2 separate regions of the Danio rerio genome follow, and region 1 is linked to region 2. A link is a contact called in public Hi-C data. All regions are on one chromosome and are shown on one strand. The core of a region is the stretch at or near the end of the contact, and the rest is flanking DNA. Distances in the headings are between cores, read along the strand shown. Region 1 has its middle 33 kb from the start of dtx3. Region 2 holds the start of rnd1b (Rho family GTPase 1b).

Evidence for each region. A called contact is a pair of places that touch in the nucleus more often than the background predicts.
Region 1: a Hi-C map of an unstated tissue shows a contact between it and region 2, with 2.1 times the contacts expected there. The contact joins the enhancer-like site here to the promoter of rnd1b in region 2. A contact is called at or near these places in 1 of 18 Hi-C or Micro-C datasets (an unstated tissue) and 1 of 4 datasets of contacts at active chromatin or transcription factors (gastrula embryo).

What each region holds. Positions count from the first base shown.
Region 1 is chr23:29,933,715-29,940,443 of GRCz12tu, reverse strand. No RefSeq gene overlaps it. Among named protein-coding and RNA genes, the nearest start is that of dtx3, 33 kb to the left of the region's middle. Within about 2 kb of position 4,458, at least 14 of the 62 cell types and tissues checked have an H3K27ac peak or open chromatin away from gene starts, as enhancers often do.
Region 2 is chr23:29,893,906-29,900,257 of GRCz12tu, reverse strand. rnd1b (Rho family GTPase 1b) reads right to left here and starts at 1,254. Exons shown (of 5, transcript NM_001044396.2): 1 at 993-1,254; 2 at 631-718. The coding sequence starts at 1,112.

The DNA of each region.
Region 1 (6,729 bases), core at 3,209-5,708, 37 kb before region 2:
CAAAAATCACTGTGTTCGCGCGAGCAAAAGCAGGTGTATGAGAGGATGATTGCTCGGGCGCACAGGTGATGTGATGTGCGGGACTGTTAAAAAGCAGTTATTTTGTTAATATAATTATCATACTTTGCAATAACATTGCTTTAATATGAGATTAACTCCCCATTTATGTGTAGTTGCTTTAATATGAGATTATCTCCCCATTTATGTGTAGTAACCTCTAATCTGGGACATTTAGCCAGGACATATTAATGTGCATATTTTAGACATGACAATAGATCTTTATAAATGTCAATTAAAAAAAAAAAGAAAAGAAAAAGAAAAGTTTTGTCTGATAAAAAGTGCATTTTATTTGCTTTTTTGGACACATTTAAAGCTCAAACTCAAACTCCTCTATCGACGCTACGGGAGGGAGCACTGGGCTCAATCTTATGAGCTGTCGACTGACTGATTAACTCACTGACTGAATGACTGACTGGCTGACAATTGACCAATCAACTGATCAACCATCCTCCTTCCCTAAACCTATTTGACAGTGTTTTAAAAAGCAATCCATAAAAAGAAAAGCCCTCGCCTGTTTTTAACCACGTTTTCAGGTTTACCACATTCTCACCCTGTTATTTACATGTTTATTTTATTTTTTGCCTTTTTGTTTTTGTCTTACCCGCTTTCTGGAACCGTTGTTTGCCGGACTTGAACTATGTCGTCATGGTCAACTCCTCTCTGCACCTCAAGTCCACCAACTTATGCGATGAGCCACTGGACAAACTGGTAACAGTGGGAAAGCTCTCCATATGAAGGTAAGCGTGAAAAGGAACGGCATCATACTGCCCCGTAGCGTTCGTTTTAAAAGTCAATAAGACCTTCTGGCTACATAATTCACGATCTCCAGAAATGTATATAAGGGGACATTTTAAGAATGAGCCTATCTTGCATACAGCAGAGCTGAGGTAAAACCTAACTCTACTGACTGCTTTTTTAAAGGGAAGGGGCTAGTCCCACCTGTCTTCATGATGCGTTTATTCAAATTACAAATAGAAAAAAAACTCACATTTCAAAGCACTTTACGGGACCTTTAAACTTCACAATCTGAAAGTGTAAAATAATATGCAGTTTTTCTGTGGATCATGTGCTTTTCCAATCTATGAACCACAGATCAATGCAATTATTTAACTCTTCGTCATGATGTTGTAGTAAAACCTGCCAAGGTACACACATGATACTTTTTGTTAGTACAAATCAAATCCTTTTTACCTGTCTATTAAAAAGAGCAACTGCAAAGTGAAAAAATAGCAGTGAAGCATCACAAAAGTACTATCAAATACCAAAAACAGGACTTGTTTTTGGATCCCATCAGCAGCACAGAACATAAAGTCACTGTGTGTTTCTTACATAACCTCTTTCATGCTCACTTTGTGCTTGGCTTCCCATAAGTCTGTATGGGTACATGGAGAAACATCCTCCAAGTGCTTGTTCAGGGACTGTTATTCCTAATTGCAGCCTTGTCATTGGGTTTTAACATCACTTCTCATTCAGTTCAGTTCCTCGATCCTCAGCTTTTCCTTAAGAGCTGTACCCTTAAAATACAACCTTAGTTCAACAATAACGGCAGCTATTTTTTGCTCTGTATTGAATGGTCAGGCTACAAGACGGCAAGGTGGAAGTGAGGATCTGACACAATATAATACTTTCCCACAGTGTGTAATTCTCTCTTTTTACTTAATGGCACAGATGTACTTTTTGGATCTCGTTATGATAAATCTCATGGTTCTTCACAACACGTTATGAATTGTAGCCACAATGGAAGTGAGAAAAAGGCCTTGGGGGTTTTATAACCGTTATTACATTGCTCTCGGGAATACTTAAATCTGAATTGTGTCAAGCAGTGGTCAGTTATTTCATGATGTTCAATGATGTCTGTGTGTTTCAAACTGCTTGTCTCGAAACAAGAACTGGCTCTGCTTTCATGTTGACTAAAGAAAGGTCTAAAGATGCACTATTTTTAGGGATGCACAAATATTGGAATTTAATATTGGAATTTAATATTGGATAACCGACAACTACAGTGCATTCGAAAAGTATTCATAGCGCTTCACTTTTCTTGCATTTTTTATCTTACAGCCATATTCCAAAATGGATTAAATTTATTTATTTTCTCAAAATTCTACACACAATACCCCATTCTGACAATGTGAAAATATATTTTTTTAATTGTTTCAAATTCATTAAAAATAAAAAACCTTGTCTACATAAGTATTCACAGCCTTTGCTCAATACTTTGTTGATGCACCTATGGCAGCAATTACAGCCTCAAGTCTTTTTGAATATAATGCCACAAGCTTTTTTCCAGACAACTCTTATTTTTCACACTTAGAGAAATGGACCAACAAAGCAAAGAAAAACATAACAGTTACTAAAGGTATGAACATTCCTCTTTGCAGTACCTCTCAAGCTCTATCAGGTTTGATGGGAACTGATGGTGTACAGCCATTTTCAGATTTCTCCAGAGATATTTAATAGGACTTAGGTCTGGGTTCTGGCTGGGCCACTCAAGGACATTCTCTGAGTAGTTGTGAAGCCACTCCATTGATATTTAGGGGGTTTGCTTTGGGTCATTGTCCAGCTGGAAGATGAACCGTCGCCTTAGTCTGAGGTCAAAAGCATGCTTGGTCTGTGCTTTGACATGCAATGTCAACCCTCGGACCTTATATAGACAGGTGTATCTCCCTTTTTAAATCATGTCCAATCAACTTAATTTACCACAGGTGAACTCCAATTAAGCTGCTTAAACATCTCAAGAATGATAGGTGGAAACAAAATGTACCTGCGCTCAATTTAGATCTTCAAAGGCTGTGAATACTTATGTACATGTGATTTTTCTGGTTTTTATATTTAATAAATTTGCAACAATTTCAAAAAATATTTTTTCACATTGTCATTATGCTGTATTGTGTGTTGGATTCTGATGAAATAAATAATTTTAGTCCATTCGGAATAAGGCTGTAACATAAAAATATGTAGAAAAAATGAAGCGGTATTAACACTTTCTGGATGCACTGTATAATTATTAAAATTGTCTTAAATAACTTTAACTTAACTTTATCTGCTGGTGTGACTGCTAATACAGTGGAAAATGCAAAAAAATGCCTGCAGGGTTGTCAAACTCAGTTCCTGGAGGGCCGCAGTTTGAACCCATGCTTTAACACACTTACAGTACCTGCAGGTTTCAAACAAACCTTATGGGCTCAGTTAGTGAGATCAGGCTTTTTAAAGTAGGATTAAAGCTAAACTGTGCAGAGGCTCCTGGAACTGAGTTTGACACCTGTGCCTTAGGGTGTTTTCAATTTCAGATTGAATTGAAGTGTATTGTACAAGTATTTGTGGATTGTATGTTGATTATTTTAATTTGTTGATGTGTACGTTGTACATTAGTAATTTCTAAAAACAACCTGAATTTAATACATAACTGACACTAACCGTACACTTTTTGTGTCTCAACATGATTTTGGGACATATCAGGGCACAAATCTGTACACTCACCTGCTACTGTATAAGGTACACCTTACTCGTACTGGGTTGGACCAGTCTGACATTGATACAAAGCAGGATGCGGGGATCCGCGCTTACATGTTGTTGCACCAAATTGTAACCCTACCATTCGAATGTTGCAGCAGAAATTGAGACTCCTCAGACCAGGAAACGTTGTTCCAATCTTCTATTGTGCAATTTTGGTGAGCCTGTGCGAATTGTAGCCTCTGTTTCCTGTCCTTAGCTGACATGAGTGGCACCCGGTGTGGCCTTCTGCCTCAAGATTTGTTGTGTTGTGCGTTCAGAGATGCTCTTCCGAAAACCTCAGTTGTAACAAGTAGTTATTTGAGTTACTGTTGCCTTTTTATCAGCTGGAACCAGTCTGGTCATTCTCCTCTGATCATTCAACAAGGCATTTGCGCCCACAGAACTGACACTTTCTGGATATTTTCTATTTTTCTGACCAAACCCTAGAGATGGTTGTGCGTGTAAATCCCCGTAGATCAGCAGTTTCTAGAAACAACCGTGTCACGTTCAAAGTAACTTAAATCACCTTTCGTTTGCAGCAGATCGTCTTGACCATGTCTACATGCCTAAATGCATTGAGTTGCTGCCTTGTGATTGGCTGATTAGAAACTTGCATTAACGAGAAGTTGGACAGGTGTACCTAAAAAAGTGGCCGGTGAGTGTACATTTATCTATTTTTATAAAAGTTTTTTAAACTGATTTTTAAAAACATGTATTCTATGCAAAAAAAATGCAGGATAATATTCAGTCATTATTCCAAAAAATAAAAACCTCAGACAAGGTGACCTCAATCCAGAGCATATATAACTTACATGTAATCCAGCTCTGGCACTTAAACTGAAAAAGCGTATTTGTGCATTTGGGTGAGTCGTCTGGCTTTGACAGGGATGAATCATCCTGGCCGTGTTCGGTACACAGTGGTTTACCCCCCTCCTTGTTGTTTGGCAGATTTACTTGCAGGACACGGTTGGTCAACGCTTGAGTGCTCGCCGATATTTTGTTCTGTTTCTTTCGCTTGGAGGTAATGAGAACAATGCCAGTAAACCTGACTTGTGGCTTGAATCCACGGCTTTGCTCCGGCTGCCCCACTCAATGCATTCAACACTGTCACATTGGGCACATCAGACCAGAGCCTTTGTGTGCACTGTTGCCTAGTGATGGCATGAGAAAAAGCACAATGCCAATGTGTGTGTGTGTGTGTGTGTGCATATCTTTCAATGTTTATGTCTTGTTTCGGTTTATGCAGAGCAGGCATGCGGATATTGTTATAATCGGAACCAATATTTAATTAGACGATTAAATTAGCAGCAGTATGAATCACCCAAACAAACGCACAAAGATGAATTGAATCGTAGCTAAATTTGCTCATCCAGACAGGAAACACGGAAACACTTGAGTTGCTTGACTGAATTGTGGACAGGACATACCGTTTAATGTGTTTGGATGTGTCCTAGAAACACAAGGAAGATTTTGGTGCTGCTTTTGGAAAAAACGAGTCTGGCGGAGCTTTAGGAACACTGAACAATTGATCATGTCTGTGTTTGCCCTATAGAGAGCGAGTGGGTGGACAGGGTGCTCATGGGAGACTACAGGATCAGGCTACTGTCAGCTACTTGCAGGATGATTAAAAGAGCACACGCATGGAAAAGACATTTTGCTTGGGTAAACAGTATTGTTTATAGTGGTTAATAACATTTCATGAATACATTTGCGCCATTTAGAGGGGTTTACGAGAAATCATTTGGATAGAAAATGAACACAGAGCAAAAAACCTATGATGCTTGATATTGTAATTGGGTATGTATAACCCTATTACAATAATATATTACTATACATTATATATTTACAGTGCTCAGCATATATAAGTACACCTCACAAATCTCTTGTTTAAATTAATATTTTCTATAGGAAGCTTTGCAAAGTTATATTTGTTCATATACATTAGTTTAGTCAGTACTAAAACCAAATCTGAAGCTTATCTAACAAAATAACTTTTGATAACGAGTTAAAATTAATACTCCCAAATTTATATGCATGTGAAAAATAGTCAATAAAAAGTTTTTTAAAAGAGCAAAATTCAAGAGAAACAAAAATTTATACAATTTTGTTGAAATTTTGTAGTTTGTAACTTTTTTCCTTAATATTTCGCATGAATTTTAATGTAATATCTTTTAATCTCTGAAGATGTTTAGTGAAAATATTATTTTAGGTATGTAATAATCAGCAAAAAATATTAGAAATGTAAACTTTAGGTGAGCAGGTTACATTGTAACCCCGTATACTAACAGCACGCTCCATGATGAGATTTGCAGTGCTGAGCAATTTGGCTGTTTGCACCAGGCGAAACGCGACAGAATGTCACTTTTCTGTTGTTCAGCTGCAAGAAACTGAATTAATTTCTAAAATATAAATTTGAGGTGTTGTTTAGAACAAGATCTTCTATCACGTGTCATTGCTTTTATATAGAACAAGATTTAAATCTACCTTTAGGGTCAATCGTCAGACCCGCTCCTTGGTTCTCAGTCTGGCAACCTGTGCTTGCATTTTTTTTGTACCAGAAGTGCAATACCTAGTTCGACCACTGTATGTCAGACTTACATACAGCACCTTTAAACCTGCAAACACAAATAATTTTGGGGGAATTTTGAAAAAATTGAAATGCTTCCAACGAACGGTTTTGCGCTTCTAAAGCCACCACACATACATTGTGTTTCGTCTGAATCTTCTGAGGTGCAGGTCATTTATTATATATAAAAAAAGGTCAAGTGGCTTCTCCAACTGCAGCAATGTCCTTTTTTATTGATATTTGGAACCAGTTTATCAGGAAGTAATGATTTTGTCCTCTTCGACTCAGAAGAAATTGTGCTTTATTTGCAAATGTTTTATGCAATATTCTAGTTATGGTTGGGTCGATAGACGATGCCATCATCCATCGCCGATGGCTGATAGGCATTACGATGCTGAGCTGGCATCGTGATCCTCCGCCCTGCTCCCCCGTCGCAGCAGCAACCCGCTCGCGCACTTAGGACCTGTTTACACTAAAGTTAGTTTTAAAATGGCATTTTAGAATAAAAACGATCCATGTCCGCACTTGTGTTTTACCTAGCGTTTCTGATAAGATCTCCCTCCACACTATACCGCTGAAAACGCACATCAAGTGACCACACACAGGTATGC
Region 2 (6,352 bases), core at 5-2,504:
CAAAACAAGCCTGGCTGTTTCCCCAAACAGATCATTAATCAGATTCAACATGGTACAACTGTAAGAAGTGTTTCAGACTTGTGAATACAGTCTGCATGATGCTGAAACATTTTTTTTTACCATCAAACAATGCTGTAGTTTCCAATTTCCAGTGTTTACCCGATTACATATACACTCACAAGCAAAAGTGCACAAATATCTTTCTGTGCAGCTCTTTTCAAATTACACAGATTCAAACATATTATATTATCCTAATAAAATTATTTATATACATGGTGTTGCAAACATGTCTGCTCCAATGTTATTAATGATAACAGCTAATATCAGAACTTGCATCTGAATCACAATTGCCACTAATTTATTTTCTGTTCTATCTATCTATTATCTATGTTTTTCATATATATATATATATATATATATATATATATATATATATATATATATATATATATATATATATCCATGTAATCTTTTATTAACACACTGTGCAGTTTCCTTGATTCACGTGATTATGTTGTCACCCATTCTGCCTCACTGACAACTGAAAAGGATTCTATCCAAGTCGCACGGCATGAAAATTTAGAAATGTCCATTTTGATCCATTTAAAGCGTTCACCCGTATGGTCTTACCTGATGTGTCCCATAAACTCAATTCAACACGCTGGTCATCGAGCTCCAAACAGGCTGTGTAGTTTTCAAACACTGTGGGCACATACGTCTGAGGAAGAGGTGCAACATATTAGCACCGATTATCATGCATGTGATGCTGCATTAGTGCACAACAAACCGCTTGGAATTTAATGCGTTCATTTTCTGTATTAAATAGTTTATAATATTTGTCTTACTTTGTTGTGCCATTCAAATAAACTATATGATCATATAACGGAATTGGTAACCAAAGAATGTCACGATACAATCGACATGCATGAAAGAAACAACAGTTGTGTTGTTAGGGAGATCTTAATACATGGCCTCAGAAATTCTGTACTCACCTCCGGATAACAATCCTTCGCCAAAACCTGTAACATCGCAGTCTTCCCGCATTGAACATCCCCAACCAGCACCAGTTTGCATCTGACCACCAGTGGCTGTGCGTTTCTTCTTTCCTTCATTGTTTAGCGCTTTTAAATAACCGAACAAGGTAATCCGAAAACAAACCGATCTAAAACAGAGCAGCACGAGGATGCGCGAGTGCACAAGCGTTCCTGTGGTGGATATATACACTATACTACACGAGTTGCTTGCAGCCGAAGTGATTGAACTGTGGACTGGGGGTTTATATATGCCGCACCACAGCCAATCAGCGTGCACGATGCGCATGACGTCTTGCATTCTTTTCTCTGTCTAGAAATGTATTTTCCCGACGACTCAGCCTTTTGGGAAACTTTAGTCTCTTCCTGTCTAATGACTTCAATATTCCATGGAAAATGTGCTAGTTTTATATCCCTATCTGATCAAAATGACCAAGCTAGGGTTATTTTGTGGCTACAAAAGAGTCTTATGGGCTGTTAAAAACAGGATGTGACAGAATAATTAGCCTATGTCTGAATTTAAAAAGTAGGCAAATAAATTGGATGCAACACGTCAACATCCAGATAACTATCCATTCATACTGCACAAATTCATCACTTATGGATATTAACCATGTGATACTACAGATAAAAGAGATACAAAACTATAGTAACCAATTAACCATGAGTATTCCACTCCAACCACATCTTAACCATGGTATTTGTAGTAAAACTATTGTACAAATGCAGGATGTGAATTATACATTGGCGATCAGGGGGTCAATTTTATTTAATTTTTTGTTAAGTTTTCAGTGAATTAAATTGATCTATTTATTTAAATGACATAAAAAGTTTTCAGTGTTTTAAGGGACAATAAATGTATTCTGAAATACAGTACCTGATTATTTCAGAGGTTACTAGCTTAAACTATTTAAATTACGTGTCTAATTTTTCTTTTAGGCTCTATGTAAATATAAACACCTATTTTACAGGAAAACTGTCTCGTGACCATTTACGATATCCATAGCTGCTCTAGATCTGCTGGTTAAGTGTTGAATGAGTCTTGCAAAGACTAATTGGCACAATTATACATGAACCCCTGTTATGGTATGAACCATTTTGGGGTGGTCAAATGTAAGTTTGTCTTATCTATTATTTTAATTATTAATATTATTATTTAAGATACAGATCAGGAAAAACAATTTCTCACTATTAAAGGGCTGACCCATACATCTTGTTTTGACACCTATAGGGGGATCAAGCATTCATTAGGGGGGGTCTATCCCCCCAAACCACCCATGTTGGCTAATTCGCACCCTGTACAAATGTAATCAGTGAGTGGTTACAACTTAATAAACCATAATTAATTATGGACATTAGAGTATACATTTTTTGGTTTCAACATAGTTGATCCAAAATAAGCACATATTCGAGAGTGTGTGATTTTGGATGCAGCCTTGGGTCTCATTTGAGAAGCATTTGATATAGTACCTTATACTGAATGTCTGTCACATACAAGCTAAATCATGCCAGTTGACTTTTCTGGCATCTTCATTGTCTCTGGGGTAATTAATTAGATTGTTTGTATTCAGCACCAATAGCCACAAACATGAGGTCAATAGACTTATTCACACATTTGTCTCTCCACCCGATGACTTTACTTTCACCTAATGACATGTGAACTGCCTACACTCTTTCACAAGAGGACTTTGAGGGGTTTTCCTTTTATTTCTGAGATCTTTAAAATCATCAATAATCTCAAATGTCCACCTAAATTAAAATTAAAATCCCCCTTCCCTGAAAACAGAATTATAGTCATCCTCTAGTTATATATTTCAACATGCTTGGCTTATTTTAAGTACTTTTACAGTAAAGTAACATGACTCGGATGAAAAATCCCCTTGATTAAAACCATGAAAAGCTTTGATTACATTACTAACTGGCTGGATTTTTTGACAAATTACTCTTTGATCCCTGTCTGTGTTTGTTTTGGACACATGTATTTAGGTGGGAGGCCAAAAGTTTATTGGCCTGATGGGCCAGTAGAGAATTTCAGCCCTCTGGGAGTCTCAGAAGGCTAAAGTGGTCTGATAGACACCAGGCACGCTGGCTCTGACACTTTCAAGGTTATATTTGTATGTAAAACACCTCAGAGACAGCAGGCTGAGAGAGGAATGGACTTACGCAAACACTTCTCTCCCCATCCCCTATTAATTAAATTATTCTTCTCACTGAAATTAGATGGTAATTTCACAGCAATGGTTTAGAGCAGTACTTTTTGCCTTTGCTCTGTTGTTAGATAGATCAACTGTTATCATGTCACAATGCATTTCCAGGAAATTGTTTGTAGTTAAATTGCAATATTTTGTTTATACAGTAATTTGACTGTAAAGTTATTATAGATTTAAAAATAAAATGGTTCTAATGTGGTTCTTAGCTTGTAATCATAGATACAAGAATCAAAGTGTTTATTGTCATATCCACATTAAGGAAAAGGTTTCCTGTACAATTAAATTCTTACTTTGCTGTCCACACTGAATGCCAGTAAAGTTTAATTTATATTAAAAATCTAAAATAAAATGAAAATCTGGCTGACATTAGAACCCCAACATCCAACCTAAAATCACACCAGAACCCCTATGTCCAACGTCCAACCTAAAATCGACCAAATATCAACGTCTAATAATGTTACAGCTTGACGTATCAGACGTTGAATTTTGGTTACCATACCTGACGAATAAATGTCAGTTGGTTTAAGATGTTGGCTTGACGTTGGATTTTGGTCACTGTCTAACACAACCTAATAATTAGACACTGGCTAGACATTGAATTTTGGTCACCTGACATCACACCTGAATCTAACCTAATATTGACATCTTATAATATTGTGTGCCTGCTGGGCAAAACTAATGCGCTACAGAATGTTACGTTTACACACATCCACAAACTACATGTAAATGCATCAGCTTTTTATAGTGTAATACTCACTACTCACTACTCTTAAGCACTTTTGAAAGGTCTATTTTTAACTCATACTTTGAGTAATATTTACAACAGATGCTTTTACTCTGCTTGCACTACATTTTTAGGCAATGGTACTTTTACGTAAGTCTGATTTTTCAGTACTCTTTCCACCACTGGCTATGAGTGAACTAGACAAATATATGGGGGAATAAGCCATATTCCTGATGTCATAGTTAGCCTGCTTGTTGTTATTTAATTAAAGCAGCTATGGTGCACATATTGAACAAAGATATCATTTTATTTACATGCATTTTGTTTTATTTAGTACTATTTATTTGTTGGCTGAAGAATGGACACAAAGTTGACAGGCTTAATATAAGTGACCACAAGACAACAGCAAAAACATTGTATATGGAAGGGGAAAGACTTCAGAATAGCACCTCACATGCCTTTTTACATTAAGCCATATCCAGCATTATTTATATGTATTTATGTGAGATCGATCCCATCACATACATTTTGACAGCTTTGTGTTTATGACAGTTAAGTTGCAAGGAAAACAGATCACACAAATGTGTTTAGTTAAAACCAACAGTACTGTTTTAAGCCCAAAAGACAAGAAAAGTTTGTGCTGCGCAATATGCGGTAACACTTTAGTTTAGGTCATACTTCACGGTATTAACAAACCATTAAATGACACTATTAGCTTAATAAACTACTAATTCACTGTTTATTAAAAGTTGGGTTTAGGTTTTAAGTAGGATTAGGAATGCAGAATTAGCTCATACTCCTAATGAACAGTTAATATCTTAATAATAGGCCAATAATAATCCAGTAGTTAAGAGCATGATTTGACCTGAAAGTGTTACCCAATATGCTAGTAGATCTGTCTCAAAGTGGTTCCCCTATGATTATGAACCAAATAACCCCTGTTTCTTTGTTAAAAGTGTATCAAATACACCTTCAACCTACTGTACCTGGTTGTGGTATCGTGGATGTGGTTTATAGTATCTGTAGCAGGACTGGAGACCGCATAAAGTATGTATGAGAGCAGAATTCCCCTGCTGTAGCAGCAGGACACAAAGTACAGGAAAGCAGGTGGAGCTGAATAATCATCAGTCCCGTGTGTCACAACACAATCTGCTGTAGGAGACGGAGGAAGGAACTGTCAGAAGGTGGCATTTGGGTTCTTACCCCTGTTTAACCTCCTAGGTTCATTGTCACATGGCATATTTGCAGATAATTACCTAAGACAAAATAGTGTTAAATATCAGAATACTTCAGTGGTTTGATCACTAAAAGTGTGTTTACTGCAATATCTATATTACTGCTGTCTATATCTGCTATTGAACATGCATTATGTAGATTCATTCAACATGAACAGTATAAAATTAGCTTAAAAATCATTATGCTCGGGGGTCCCATCATTTGACATTCAAACACTTGGTCGTTCTCAAAAGGTCTTTCACATGCACACTAAATTAGGCCCCTTTGCCAGATTTTCTAGTTTTTCTGCACATATTCTTTGTGTCCAAGGTAATCAATTAAATAGTTTTCTTTCAGCATCAATAGCCACAGACATGAGGACAATAGAACTGTTCACACATTCCTATCCCTCCTCCTAACAACACAGACATTTAATGATCTGTGAATCCCCTAATTTCCTTCTGAGAGGACTTCAAATTTCGGGATTGCCCCAATTTTTGCAGCATTTGGTCGATTAGTGTTTCAAAGATTTTGTGTATGTGTGTGTGTGTGTGTGTTTCACAATATTGTTTAATACAATATGGTAGTTGTAGATTTTGCAGAGTAAAAATAATGACTATATCATACAATTTTACCATGATTAACAAATGTCATTCATGTAAAAAAATACTGTTTAAAAATGTCAGTTATACAGCGCTCAGCATATATGAGTGTACCTCATTTTGAGAATGAATATTTTTATCCATTTCTCAGTGAATATAGGCAATACATTTTAATGCATTTAAACAAAACAAATATACTAAGCAGATATATTAATTGACGTAATATTTTAGTCACATAACGTCTTTAGAAATGAAAAAATAATAAATTTAAATCCATGCACAATACTGCAACCTTTCAACTAAATATTCTGTTTTGTTTTACTTGATTTTTGCTTTTTTGGAAAATTTGTATTCAATATTTTTCCCTAAGATATAAATTTGGGCTACTAATTTTTGAACCATTATTGTAAGTTATTCTGTTAGATAAGCTTCAGATATTTCTTCAGAACTGATTAAACTAATGTATATGCACAAATATAATATTGTAAAGCATCCTATAGAAAATATTAATTTATTAATGAGAGATTTGTGGGGGGTGTACTCATATGTTGAGCACAGTATTTAGAACCA